Regions from separate parts of the Pan troglodytes genome. Here region 1 is linked to region 2. The links are chromatin contacts, called in public HiChIP or PLAC-seq maps. All regions are on one chromosome and are shown on one strand. Each heading gives the region's core, a stretch centred on a gene start, on an enhancer-like site or on the middle of the called end of the contact. The rest is flanking DNA. Distances are from core to core; before and after follow the strand shown.

Region 1 (5,572 bases), core at 107-2,606, 210 kb before region 2:
TGGAGATACCCTCCGACATTCTCTTGGTGCAGTGCGGGTGGTCTTACCCCGCCGTTGAGGAAGAAAGGCCCGACGCAAGCACAGATCACAAGAACGCCTCCCCTGTGCAGGGGGCTTGCACTGTGCCAGGTGCTGTACTGGGCGCTTGGTAGGTGGCCTCTCCAGGGTCGGGGCTAGGACCTCCTGTGGTGCTCATAGGGGTCGAGCTGTCAGGTGAAAACCACTGGCCCGAGTTATGGCTTTGAAGGGAATCCTGGGGGTCTGGGATGGCAGGGACCTGTGAATTTAGATCGCACGGACAAGATGACTTGGCCCTTAGCTCCTGCAGGAGGGGTAGTGGACTATTGCAGGTGGAAGGGACTGCACGGGCACAGATGGAGAGTGCGCGGAAGAGCCTTCTCCCAAGGGAAACTGAAAGGGTTGCGGCTGAATTTAGAACTGGACAGGGTCCGAAGACAGTCGGCAGCAGCGAGTGGTTTTCTACTGAGGAAAAGGCTCAGATTTGGGATTTTAAGAATTCCTCCTAGAGATAGAAATGAACACGGTATAGTGATGGCGACAGAGATACCCTGGGAGTTCCTGTCAATCTTGGTCTAGCCTTCCGGCGCACACACAGCGGTCGCTCCATAAATACTCCGGGTATTCCAGGCTGTCACTCTCTTGAGAGGGGGCCCCGCCTCTGGGCGGCGCCTGAAAGCGTATTTGCGCATGCGTTCTCGCCTTCGCTCGTTTCGTATACTGCACCAAAGAGCGCCTACCCTGGGGTAGGGCTCCCCATTTCATCCAATCAGAGCGTATCAATAGTCCTACCATCTGGTGAGAGGGTGCGCTCCACTCTCCATTGACCAATCAGTGGAGACGCAGAAGAATGGGCATCTGTAGTAACCACTGGAGAGAGACCAAAAAAGGGCGGGACTTCCTTGTCTCCTTGCGAAATGGCGCGGGAAGGTAGTCATTGTGACTGGTGCTGACGGATTAGCGAGGAGACCAATGAAAGTGGGAGGGAGGCGGGGATTTTTGGGAGGTTTAGAGCGCCGTTCCTATCAGGTGCTTTTAGGGAGGCCAGCAGCGCCAGAAATCCGACCTATCAAATTGGATTTTATTTTAAGGCGGCGGGGTCGACGGAATGACTGGCAGAAAGCGACCACCTATAAGGAGTGTCTCAGACAAACAAGGGCGGGCCCTCCTGCAGAACGGCGTGGGCAATGTCCAATAAGCGCGCAAGGCGTGTGGGGACCAGTGGCTCCCCCTATCGGGTGGGGGCGGCGGGTGACGGGCGTGTCCCTCCCCCAATGAGAGGCGGGGGGAGGCGGGTTCTGCGCCGCCATGTCGCGGAGGCTGCTGCCCCGGGCGGAGAAGCGGCGTCGGCGGCTGGAGCAGAGGCAGCAGCCGGACGAGCAGCGGAGGCGTTCGGGAGCGATGGTGAAGATGGCGGCGGCGGGCGGCGGAGGCGGCGGTGGCCGTTACTACGGCGGCGGCAGTGAGGGCGGCCGGGCCCCTAAGCGGCTCAAGACTGACAACGCCGGCGACCAGCACGGAGGCGGCGGCGGTGGCGGTGGAGGAGCCGGGGCGGCGGGCGGCGGCGGCGGCGGGGTGAGGCCAGGGCCCTAGGCGCTGGGAAGGCCGGGAACTGGGGGACAATTTCCCAGCTTGAGGGCATTTTATTTTTTGAGGGGGGCCTCTGCGCACGCGCCCAGGCCATCGCGTCGTTGACGGTGTGGGGGAGGGGCGGCCGTTGGGCAAACGGCGGGGTTTGCGCGAGGACAGGCGCCTGCGCGTGCGCAGGGTCCGGAGCGGGGTGTGGGGGAGCGCAGAGGAAGTAGCTTGTGAGGGGAATGGCCCAGTGCGCAGGCGCCGCGGGCTGGCGTGTGGGGGCCGGGCACGCGGCCCGGCCGGTTTTTTTCCCCTTTATCATTTTCTTCGCTGACTCCATGCGCAGGCGCAGTGTTCCCGCCCGGCCTCGTGGGCGGTTAGGGGAGCGCCTGGTGAGCGGGAACGGGTGGGCGGCGGCCTTGTCCTCTGGAGTGGGGAATTCCGTCTGATGGCAGCTTAATCTCTAAGGCCCAGTCTTGTCTCTATACAGAAATGGATGTGTTTGAGCCTAGATGCTCTCATTTTTGTAGGCATTGAAAATGGGAAGAGGACTTGTGAAATGCACTTTTACCCTTTTAGGAGTTGAGCGAAGCCTTGAAACCATCACAAGTTTGCTTACAGTTTCCGGGGATTCACTGGGTACCGAGGATTTGATAAACCAAACTATTTCCTGGCCATGCTGGAAGCATTTCGACCCTCTGTAATCAGTCCCTCCGAAAACACCAGTCGTTGCTTTTGGAGTGGGGCCCAGTCCCCACTCTTTCCAAAATCTTGAAGTCTTACAGGGCCGCCTATTTGCAGGGTTTTCTAGGGTTTAGGGGTTACGAGTTGTTAGCGTTTTAATCTTGGCCTTGTCTCACACATTTTAAAGACATCTTAATTGAAAATCCTTAACGCTTCCTGAGGTTGGGGGAGATACTGGGATTCCCGATTTACAAAGGAGGAAATGGGCCAGGAGAGAGATGAGATGAGGTGAATTACTGTAGGTGGCACAGCTAGTGAGGGGCAGGGCTGGAGTTAGAACTCCCATTTGTGGGAGCTGCTAACCTGGCGGGAGTGCCTCACCCTGTGGTTCGGGTGGATCGCTCCTGAAATAGAATCCAATTCTACCCCCCTTCCACGCACTTCTGCCCAGTGATTCTCAGACAGGGGGCCGGCCCCAGAGCCCAGGAGAGGCGGAAGAGAGTTAATCTTTCTCCTGATGACCAGAGGCTTTTGTCGGTGGGTGTAAGATACTTCTCTTAGGAAGGAGCAGTCGATTCTTAATGGTATGGGTTGGAGTCTCTGGTCTTTCTAAAAGACTTTCCATCCGGGAGTGGGGGCTCATGCCTATAATCCCAGCACTTTGGGAGGCTGAGGCAGGCAGATCACCTGAGGTCAGGAGTTCGAGAACAGCCTGGTCAACATGGCAAAACTCCGTCTCTACTAAAAATACAAAAAAATTAGCCAGGTGTGGTGGCGAGGGCCTGTAATTCCAGCTACTCGGGAGGCTGAGGCAGGAGAATCGCTTGAACCTGGGAGGCAGAGGTTGCAGTGGACTAAGATCACGCCATAGCACTCCAGCCTGGGTGACAGAGTGAGACTATCTCAAAAAATAAATAAAAGACCTTTCTTGTCTGGTTTTTCTTAGTCTGACCTAGGCAGTAATTTCCAAAGCAGATTTTGGTGGAAGGGTGATTCAAGACTAGAAGGGGTCAAGACTGGCCTGGCTGCCCCAGTTTCTGGGGCATGTGTTGTTTTTTGCCCTGACTGAACCTGGGTGTGAGTGGTGGGGAACAGGTGTGCTTAGCTAGATGATGGTGGCTCAGCCAGTTAAAGGGCAGGGAATTTGGGGCACATGCAAAGGGGATGTCCTCATTCAAACTGTAGCAGATAGCTGTTAGAGCCCTTGCTGCCAGTGTGTCTCCTTTTCCAGCTACTCTTTTCCCATGTTTCCTTGGTCGAGTGGACCAGTGGGAAGGGGGGGGGGGTCCCTGGAAGAACGTAAGATTTGGGACTTGTGTGGCCCTCCCTCCGTTCTACCTTCCTCAGAAGCTACAGCAAGAGCCAGTGGGCAAGTGATCACCCACTCAGGACCACTGTTCTGCTGACCCAGAATCCTTCTGGGCTGATTGGCTTCAATTGCTGCCCCTAGTCTTTCCTGTGCATCCTTCATGGATGACCTCCAACTGTTTTATCTGACTGGGTCTACAACAGCACAGAGGCCAGTGGGGCGTCATCTTGTACAGCAAGAAAAGAATTCTTGTTTTTGCTTCCTTTCTCAGGAGAACTACGATGACCCGCACAAAACCCCTGCCTCCCCAGTTGTCCACATCAGGGGCCTGATTGACGGCGTGGTGGAAGCAGACCTTGTGGAGGCCTTGCAGGAGTTTGGACCCATCAGGTACTGGGCTCAGAGGCCAGGTGTTGGGCTTCCAAAGTTGACTCCTGGGTGTCCTTGTGTGTCCACGATTTCTGGTTGGAAATAGTGATTTCGTTGCCATCCTGGTCAAGATTCTGTGGCCCCTCTGCTTTTGGGTTGGCCATTGTACTTTGTGTCAGATTACAGCAAGTTCCATGATCCTTTTTCCTTCCTTCGTTTTTCCTCTGCCTTGTAGTTTCTAGTCAGTGTTCTCTTTTTCAGACAGAGCAAGGTCTCGCTCTGTGGCCCAGGCTGGAGTGTAGTGGTGCAGTCTCACCCAGGCTCAGGCAGTCCTTCTGCCTCGGCCTGCTGAGTAGCTGGGACTATAGGCATGTGCCACCATGCCCGGCTAATTTTTACATATATATATATTTTGTTTGTTTGTCTGTTTGTTTTGAGACAGTCTCTCGCTCTGTCGCCCAGGCTGGAGTGCAGTGAAAATCTCAGCTCACTGCAAGCTTTGTCTTCTGGGTTCACGCCATTCTCCTGCCTCAGCCTCCCGAGTAGCTGGGACCACGGGCGCTGGCCACCCCACCCGGCTAATTTTTTGTATTTTTAGTAGAGACGGGGTTTCGCTGTGTTAGCCAGGATGGTCTCAATCTCCTGACCTCGTGATCTGCCCGCCTCGGCCTCCCAAAGTGCTAGGATTACAGGCGTGAGCCACTGCGCTCGGCCTAATTTTTATGTTGTTCTGTAGAGGTGAGGTTTTGCCATGTTGGCCAGGCTGGTCTCAAACTCCTGGGCCCAAGCAATCTGCCCACCTAGCCCTCCCAAGTTTTAGGGTTACAGGCATGAGCTACTGCTCTTGGCCAGTGTTCTTTCATTCAGCAAGTAGTTACTGAATATTTGGTGCATGCTATATACTGCAAATACAGTAGTGAGCTGTATCTGGATGCTTCTCTTAGAAAGTTGCCCTCCTAGAGTGATTTGCACTGTGATAGTGTAAGCTCAAGAAGCCGTCTGTGGGTGGCATCTGACAGTCTGGTGAGGAGAGGTCAGGAAGGCTTCCCAGAGGGACATGATGGCTCAGCTAGACCTCTTTGGCTTTTGGTACTACTTGTGGCACAGGGTGTTCAGGTCGGGGAACCATGATAGGGTTGCAGAGGAGTCCAGAGGCCATGGAGGAGTCAGTTCTCAAAAAATCAAATGATACCCTCCTCCTGTCTACATTTTCCTGAGAGGATTGAAACCTGTGTTCTCTCTGCCAGCTATGTGGTGGTAATGCCTAAAAAGAGACAAGCACTGGTGGAGTTTGAAGATGTGTTGGGGGCTTGCAACGCAGTGAACTACGCAGCCGACAACCAAATATACATTGCTGGTCACCCAGCTTTTGTCAACTACTCTACCAGCCAGAAGATCTCCCGCCCTGGGGACTCGGATGACTCCCGGAGCGTGAACAGTGTGCTTCTCTTTACCATCCTGAACCCCATTTATTCGATCACCACGGTACGTGCCAGCAGGCATTTCTCGTGAGGTCTCCCTTCCTTTTCTCCCCTTATTCCCTCCCCCAAGCCAGACTGATCTGCCAGTGCCCCTTCATCTTGCCTGTGTTTGCTTTTGCAGGATGTTCTTTACACT
Region 2 (5,878 bases), core at 1,012-3,511:
GCGCGGCCCCACCTCAGGCTGCCTTGGAACAGCTGCTCCTTCCACCCTTCCCACCCTTTCCCCTCCAGCCTGGGCTAGGCTGCCTGTGCCAAGCTCCTGGCCACCAACTCACGCCCTCGAGAGGCTTCCAGTCACTCCCCACTCTGCCAGGTCACCACTCAAAGCCCTGTAGTCTGTTCCTGAAAAATCTCCACCAAACCCACTCTCCCAAACCTTCAGAGCCCTGTCCAAAGTCCCAACTCTACACACATCCCTCTTTATTAACAGAATCACCGCAAGGACCCCTCGGATCCCTTTGCATTTTGCAGATAACAAAACTGCCCGGAGAGTTCAAGGGTCTTGTCCAAGGCCACAGAGCGAATCAGTAACAAATCTGGAAAGAAAATCCAGATCTCCAGATCCCACGAAATGCTTCCAACTTCAAGTACCTCCCACCCATTTCACGCACAAAACTTCTGAACAACCCCTTCCCCCCACACACACCCACTCACCACGCTCCTTTCTTTAGCTCTTCCTGCACACACTCAGAGCTCCCCCCTCAACCACACTGGATTTATCCCCCCCCTCCAACAGACACTGACACCTCGCTCGGGATCCCACTCCACTTCTCATCACCTTTTCACTGCTGTGGGGCCCTACCAAGTTGCCCCCCCCCGCCCCCCAAAAAAACAGTGCCACCTGAACACAGTCTCTGCTTCAGGATCCCTTCACCTACCTCCGGTCTCTCCAAAAAAGACACAATTCTTCCTGGACACTCTCAACGCTTCCTCCCCAAACTCATTCTGCCTGCACGACACACACACACGTTCTCCAGTCCCGGGACTGCACCTCCAGGAGCCAGCACCCCCTCCTCAAATTCCTTTCTCAGTCTATCCATTACGCATTCCCTTTCTAATGAGACTTTCATTTTCCTAAACGAACCTCCCTCCCATTATCCACCATTCCAGCTCACCCTCCCTCCCACCGATCTCACCTTCTCCCTCTACACTTCCTCATTCTCTCCAACGCTTTAGCTTTTCAGCTTCCCATCAATTCTTTAGAAACCCCTCCCCAAATTATCCCCACTCTCCGTATCCCCTCTACTCCGGCTTCTCCATCCCTCATCAATTCCTCTTATTATTCCTCCTATCTCTTAATCTTCTCCCCTTTGGAACAGGGCACCACAAATAAATCTCACCCCCTTCAAAAACGTCTGATTCACGGGCCCCTTAACTTCTTCCTTCCGCACCCCACCCTCCTCAGACCCCCAGTCCTGGCACCTCTACCCTCCTCACACCCTAAGCCCATGTCTTTTCATGCTCAATTCTACCCTTAGCCCCTGTTTTCATCTTCCCAGCCTCCCTAGTCTTCCCACCCGTCTTCAGACCCCACAATCTCCACTCCATCCTCACACTTGATGCTTCATCCCCTTTAGAACTCCCCCAACCTGAGGCTCCCCCAATTCCAGTCTCCTTCAGATCTTTCTGCTCTCCAAATAACCAACCCCTCCACACTCAAGCTCCTCCTCACACTTCCCAGACCCAGAAATTCCCTTCCCAGCCTCCCCTGATTCTCCTCCCAGCACCCCCAACCCATGCTCCGACCCTTCAAGCCCGCCTCGGATCCCAGTTCCATTTCAGCCTGCCCAGTCATCTCCTCGGTTTCCCCTAATGGCACGCCCAGACCCTCCAAATCCTTCATCAGCCTTCCCGATTCCTTTTATTTGACTCCCATATTCCCCACCCAGCCGCCAATTCTCTTTTCAGATTCCCAATTCCTTCCTCTAGCTCGGCGATTCCTCCTCAGGACTCCAATTCCCTTCCCGGACCCGCCAATTCCTTCTCGGGACCCCCCCGTTCCCATCACAGACGCTCCAGTTACCTTTCAGGACCTCCCACCCCTCCCCGGGCACCCTCAGAAAAGCCCCTCCAGCCCGTCCGGCCCGCGGGCCGCGTACCTTGCGCTGCTGCTTCTCCCAGGCCGGGTCCAGCAGCAGGTCCCGGTCCCAGTCGTCCTCCTGGGCCATGTAGTCGCCCATGCTGCCCCCGCCGCCAGCGCCATTGCCCGCGCTGCTGGGGCCGTACTGGTACGACTGGTTCGCCGCGTGGTAGTCCACCATTCCGCCGCCTCTCGCTCGCCCACCAGCCTGTTCGCTCCCGCCTCAGCTCCCGCCCCTCTGCCCGAGCCGCCGCCGCTACCGCCGCTTCAGCTGCTTCAGCCCGCCCTCCGCCCGCGCCTGCGCACTGCCCGCCGCGCCTGCGCACAGCGCCGAGGTTGCCGCCCTCCCGCGCGCGCGCGCCTGCCAAACCAGAAAAGGCACCAAGGCCGCGCTCGGGAGCTTGGCGCCTGCGCAGAGTCCCGCTTCCTTGCCGCCCGACTCAGCCCGGGGGCGAGCCGCGCCCCCTCTCCCGCGTGAACGCGCGCGTCGTTCGCGTATGGGCGGGGCCAGATCATGAATGATTCATAAGGGCAGGCCCCGCCATCGGACCTGAACCAGCTCAGGCTTGGAATGCACTGCACCGGGTTCCCATTCAGCGACACAAATTCAACAAATATTTATTGAACACCTACTCTGTGCCAGACTATGTTTTACGCAGGCACTAAAAACAGAAAAAAATCCCAACTTTCATGAAACTACCTTCTAGTAAAGGAAGCCACATACACACAAATCTACTTTTATTTTTATTATTTTTTGAGACGGAGTCTCGCTGTGTCTCCCAGGCTGGAGTGCAGTGGCGCGATCTCGGCTCACTGCAACCTCCGCCTCCCGGATTCAAGCAATTCTCCTGCCTCAGCCTCCCGAGTAGCTGGGAACACAGGCATGCTCCACCACACCCGGCTAATTTTTGTATTTTTTTAGTAGAGACGGGGTTTCACCATGTTGGCCAGGCTGGTCTTGAACTCTTGAGCTCAAGCGATCCTCCCGCCTCAGCCTCCCAAAGTGCTGGAATTACAGGCGTGAGCCACCGCACCCAACCAACACACAAATTTTTTTTTTTTGAGACGGAGTTTCGCTCTCGTTGCCCAGGCTGGAGTGCAATGGCGTGATCTGGGCTCACTGCAACCTCCGCCTCCCAGGTTCAAGCTATTCTCCTGCCTCAGCCTCCCGAGTAGCTGGGATCACAGGCATGTGCCACCACTCCTGGCTAATTTTGTATTTTTAGTAGAGACGGGGTTTCTCCATGTTGGTCAGGCTGGTCTCAAACTCCCGACCTCAGGTGATCCGCCCACCTCAGCCTCCCAAAGTGCTGGGCTTACAGGCATGAGCCACTGCGCCTGGCCTCAACACTCAAAATTTTAAAAAATATGTGGACAGGCACAGTGGCTCACACCTGTAATCCCAGCACTTTGGGAGGCTGAGGCGGGAGGATGGCTTGAGCCCAAGAGTTCAAGGCCAGCCTAGGCAACATAACAAGAACCTGTCTCTACAAGAAATGTAAAAATTCACTGGGCATGGCTGTGTGCACCTGTAGTCCCAGCTACTCAGGAGGCTGAGGAAGGGACATCACTTGAGCCCAGGAGTTCCAGTCTGCAGTGAGCTGTGATCACACCAATGCACTCCAGAAGCGAAATCCTGTCTCAAAAATATACATAAAAGTAAAAAATAGGTAGTATTGTATATTCCAAGGTGTTGAGTATTTGGAGAAAAATCAAGCATGGGCTGGAATGCAAATAAACTACTCAGGTAGGCTTCATGGAGAAGGCAGACATTTAAACAAAGGTGCGAGCCACTGCATCAGGAAGTATCTTAAATTTAAATATTCAGCCAGGCACTGGTGGCTTACTCTTGCAATCCCAGCACTCTGGGGAGTCAAGGCTGGAAGAGTGCTTGAGCCCAAGAGTTTGAGGCCAGACTGGGTAACATAACAAGATCTCATCTCTACAAAAAAATGTTTACATTAAAAATAAATGGCTGGGCGCAGTGGCTCATGCCTGTAATCCCAGCACTTTGGGAGGCCGAGGCAGGCAGATCACGAGGTCAGGAGTTAGAGGCCAGCCTGGCCAACATGGTGAAACCCCGTCTCTACTAAAAATACAAAAATTAGCCGGGCGTGGTGGCATGCACCTGTAATCCCAGCTACCCAGGAGGCTGAGGTAGGGGAATCACTGGAACTCGGGAGGCAGAGGCTGCAGTGAGCCGAGATCGCGCCACTGTACTCCAGCCTGGGCGACAGAGCAAGACTCCGTCTAAAATAAAAATAAAAATAAATAAATAAATATCCGGCCAGGTGTGGTGGCTCACGCCTGTAATCCCAGCACTTTGGGAGGCCGAAGTGGGCGGATCACCCCAGGTCAGGAGTTCAAGACCAGCCGGGCCAACAATTCCGTCTCTACTAAAAATACAAAATTAGCCAGGCATAGTGGCACATGCCTGTAATCCCAGCTACTCAGGAGGCTGAGGCAGGAGAATAGCTTGAACCTGGGAGACGGAGGTTGTGGTGAGCCAAGATTGCACCATTGTACTCCAGCTTGGGCAACAAGAGCGAAACTCCATCTCAGATAATAATAATAATAAATATCCAAAATAGAGTTCCTGATCTTCCCCCCAAGCTTGGTCATCCCATCCCACAGTCATCCCTCTTCAATTCGTGCACCTCCAGCCTTGCAGTTGCTGAGGCTACAGACCTTGCAGTCATCCTTAATGCCTCTTTGTCTTCACAACCCCATCCAGTTCTTCAGGAAATTCTGTCATTCCATCTTGAAAGAATACACAGAACCCACCCACTTCCCCCTGCCCCACTGCGCCACCCAGGTTCTGTCTACCCTCGCCTCGCCTTCCCTTGGGCCATTGCAGCAGTTCCCCACTGTCTCCCAGCTCCCCCTCCCACCCCCTTCTCTTTCCCAGGAGAAGCTGGAGGGAGCCTGTGAATGAATGACTGAGTCAGATCACATTCCTCCCTCCTCTGTTCAAACCTTCCTGTGGCTCCACGCTCAGGGTAACAGTCAAAGTCAAGGAAAGGAAGAAAGGCTGCAGAGGAGTCTGCCCTGCCCTGCCCTGCCTTACCCAGCCCAGTCCAGCCCAGCGTTTTTTTCCTTTTTTTTTTTTTTTTTGGAGGTGGAGTCTCGCCCTGTCACCCAGACCAGAGTGTGGTGGCATGATCTCGGCTCACTGCAACCTCCGCATCCCGAGTTCAAGCGATTCTCCTGTCTCAGCCTCCAGAGTAGCTGGGATTACAGGCATATGCCACCATGCCCGGCTAATTTTTATATTTTTAGTAAAGAGGGGTTTTGCCATGTTGGCCAGGCTGGTCTTGAACTCCTGAGTTCAGGTGATCTGCCTGCCTCAGCCTCCCAAAGTGCAGGGATTACGGGCATGAGCCACTCTACCCGGCCAGCCCAGTGTTTTAGTTTTTTGTTTTTGGAGACAGGGTTCTCAATATTTTGCCCAAGTTGAGCTCAGACTCTTGATTCTCCTACCTCAGCCTTCTGAGTAGCTGCGACTGTGAACACGTACCACCACATCCAGCTCAGCCAAGTTTTGTTGATATTGTTCTTGGTGCTGGTGGTGGTGATGGTGTTTGACACAGCAACTCGCTATGTCACCAGGCTGAAGTACAGTGACACGGTTCCAGTTCACTGCAGCCTCAAATTCCTGGGCCCAAATGATCCTCCTGCTTTAGCCTCCCAAGTAGCTGGCACTGCAGGTGCACCCCACCACGCCTGGCTAATTTCTATTTTTTTTTGAGACGGAGTCTCGCTCTGTCGCCCAGGCTGGAGTGCAGTGGCACGGTCTCGGCTCACTGCAAGCTCCGCCTCCCTGGTTCACGCCATTCTCATGCCTCAGCCTCCCAAGTAGCTGGGACTACAGGCACCTGCCACCATGCCCGGCTAATTTTTTGTATATTTAGTAGAGACGGGGTTTCACCGTATTAGCCAGGATGGTCTTGATCTCCTGACT

The links. HiChIP or PLAC-seq counts read pairs in DNA pulled down with a chosen protein or histone mark.
Region 1: a contact with region 2 is called in an H3K4me3 HiChIP or PLAC-seq map of stem cell-derived excitatory neurons, with 3 times the contacts expected there. The contact joins the promoter of HNRNPL here to the promoter of ACTN4 in region 2. A contact is called at or near these places in 1 of 7 Hi-C or Micro-C datasets (stem cell-derived neural progenitor cells) and 1 of 1 datasets of contacts at active chromatin or transcription factors (stem cell-derived excitatory neurons).

Annotation. Positions count from the first base shown.
Region 1 is chr20:41,986,381-41,991,952 of NHGRI_mPanTro3-v2.0_pri, reverse strand. It overlaps HNRNPL (heterogeneous nuclear ribonucleoprotein L), which reads left to right and starts at 1,356. Exons shown (of 13, transcript NM_001280153.1): 1 at 1,356-1,593; 2 at 3,858-3,976; 3 at 5,203-5,440; 4 at 5,558-5,572. The coding sequence starts at 1,420.
Region 2 is chr20:41,772,473-41,778,350 of NHGRI_mPanTro3-v2.0_pri, reverse strand. It overlaps ACTN4 (actinin alpha 4), which reads right to left and starts at 2,261. Exons shown (of 21, transcript XM_003954372.6): 1 at 1,937-2,261. The coding sequence starts at 2,098.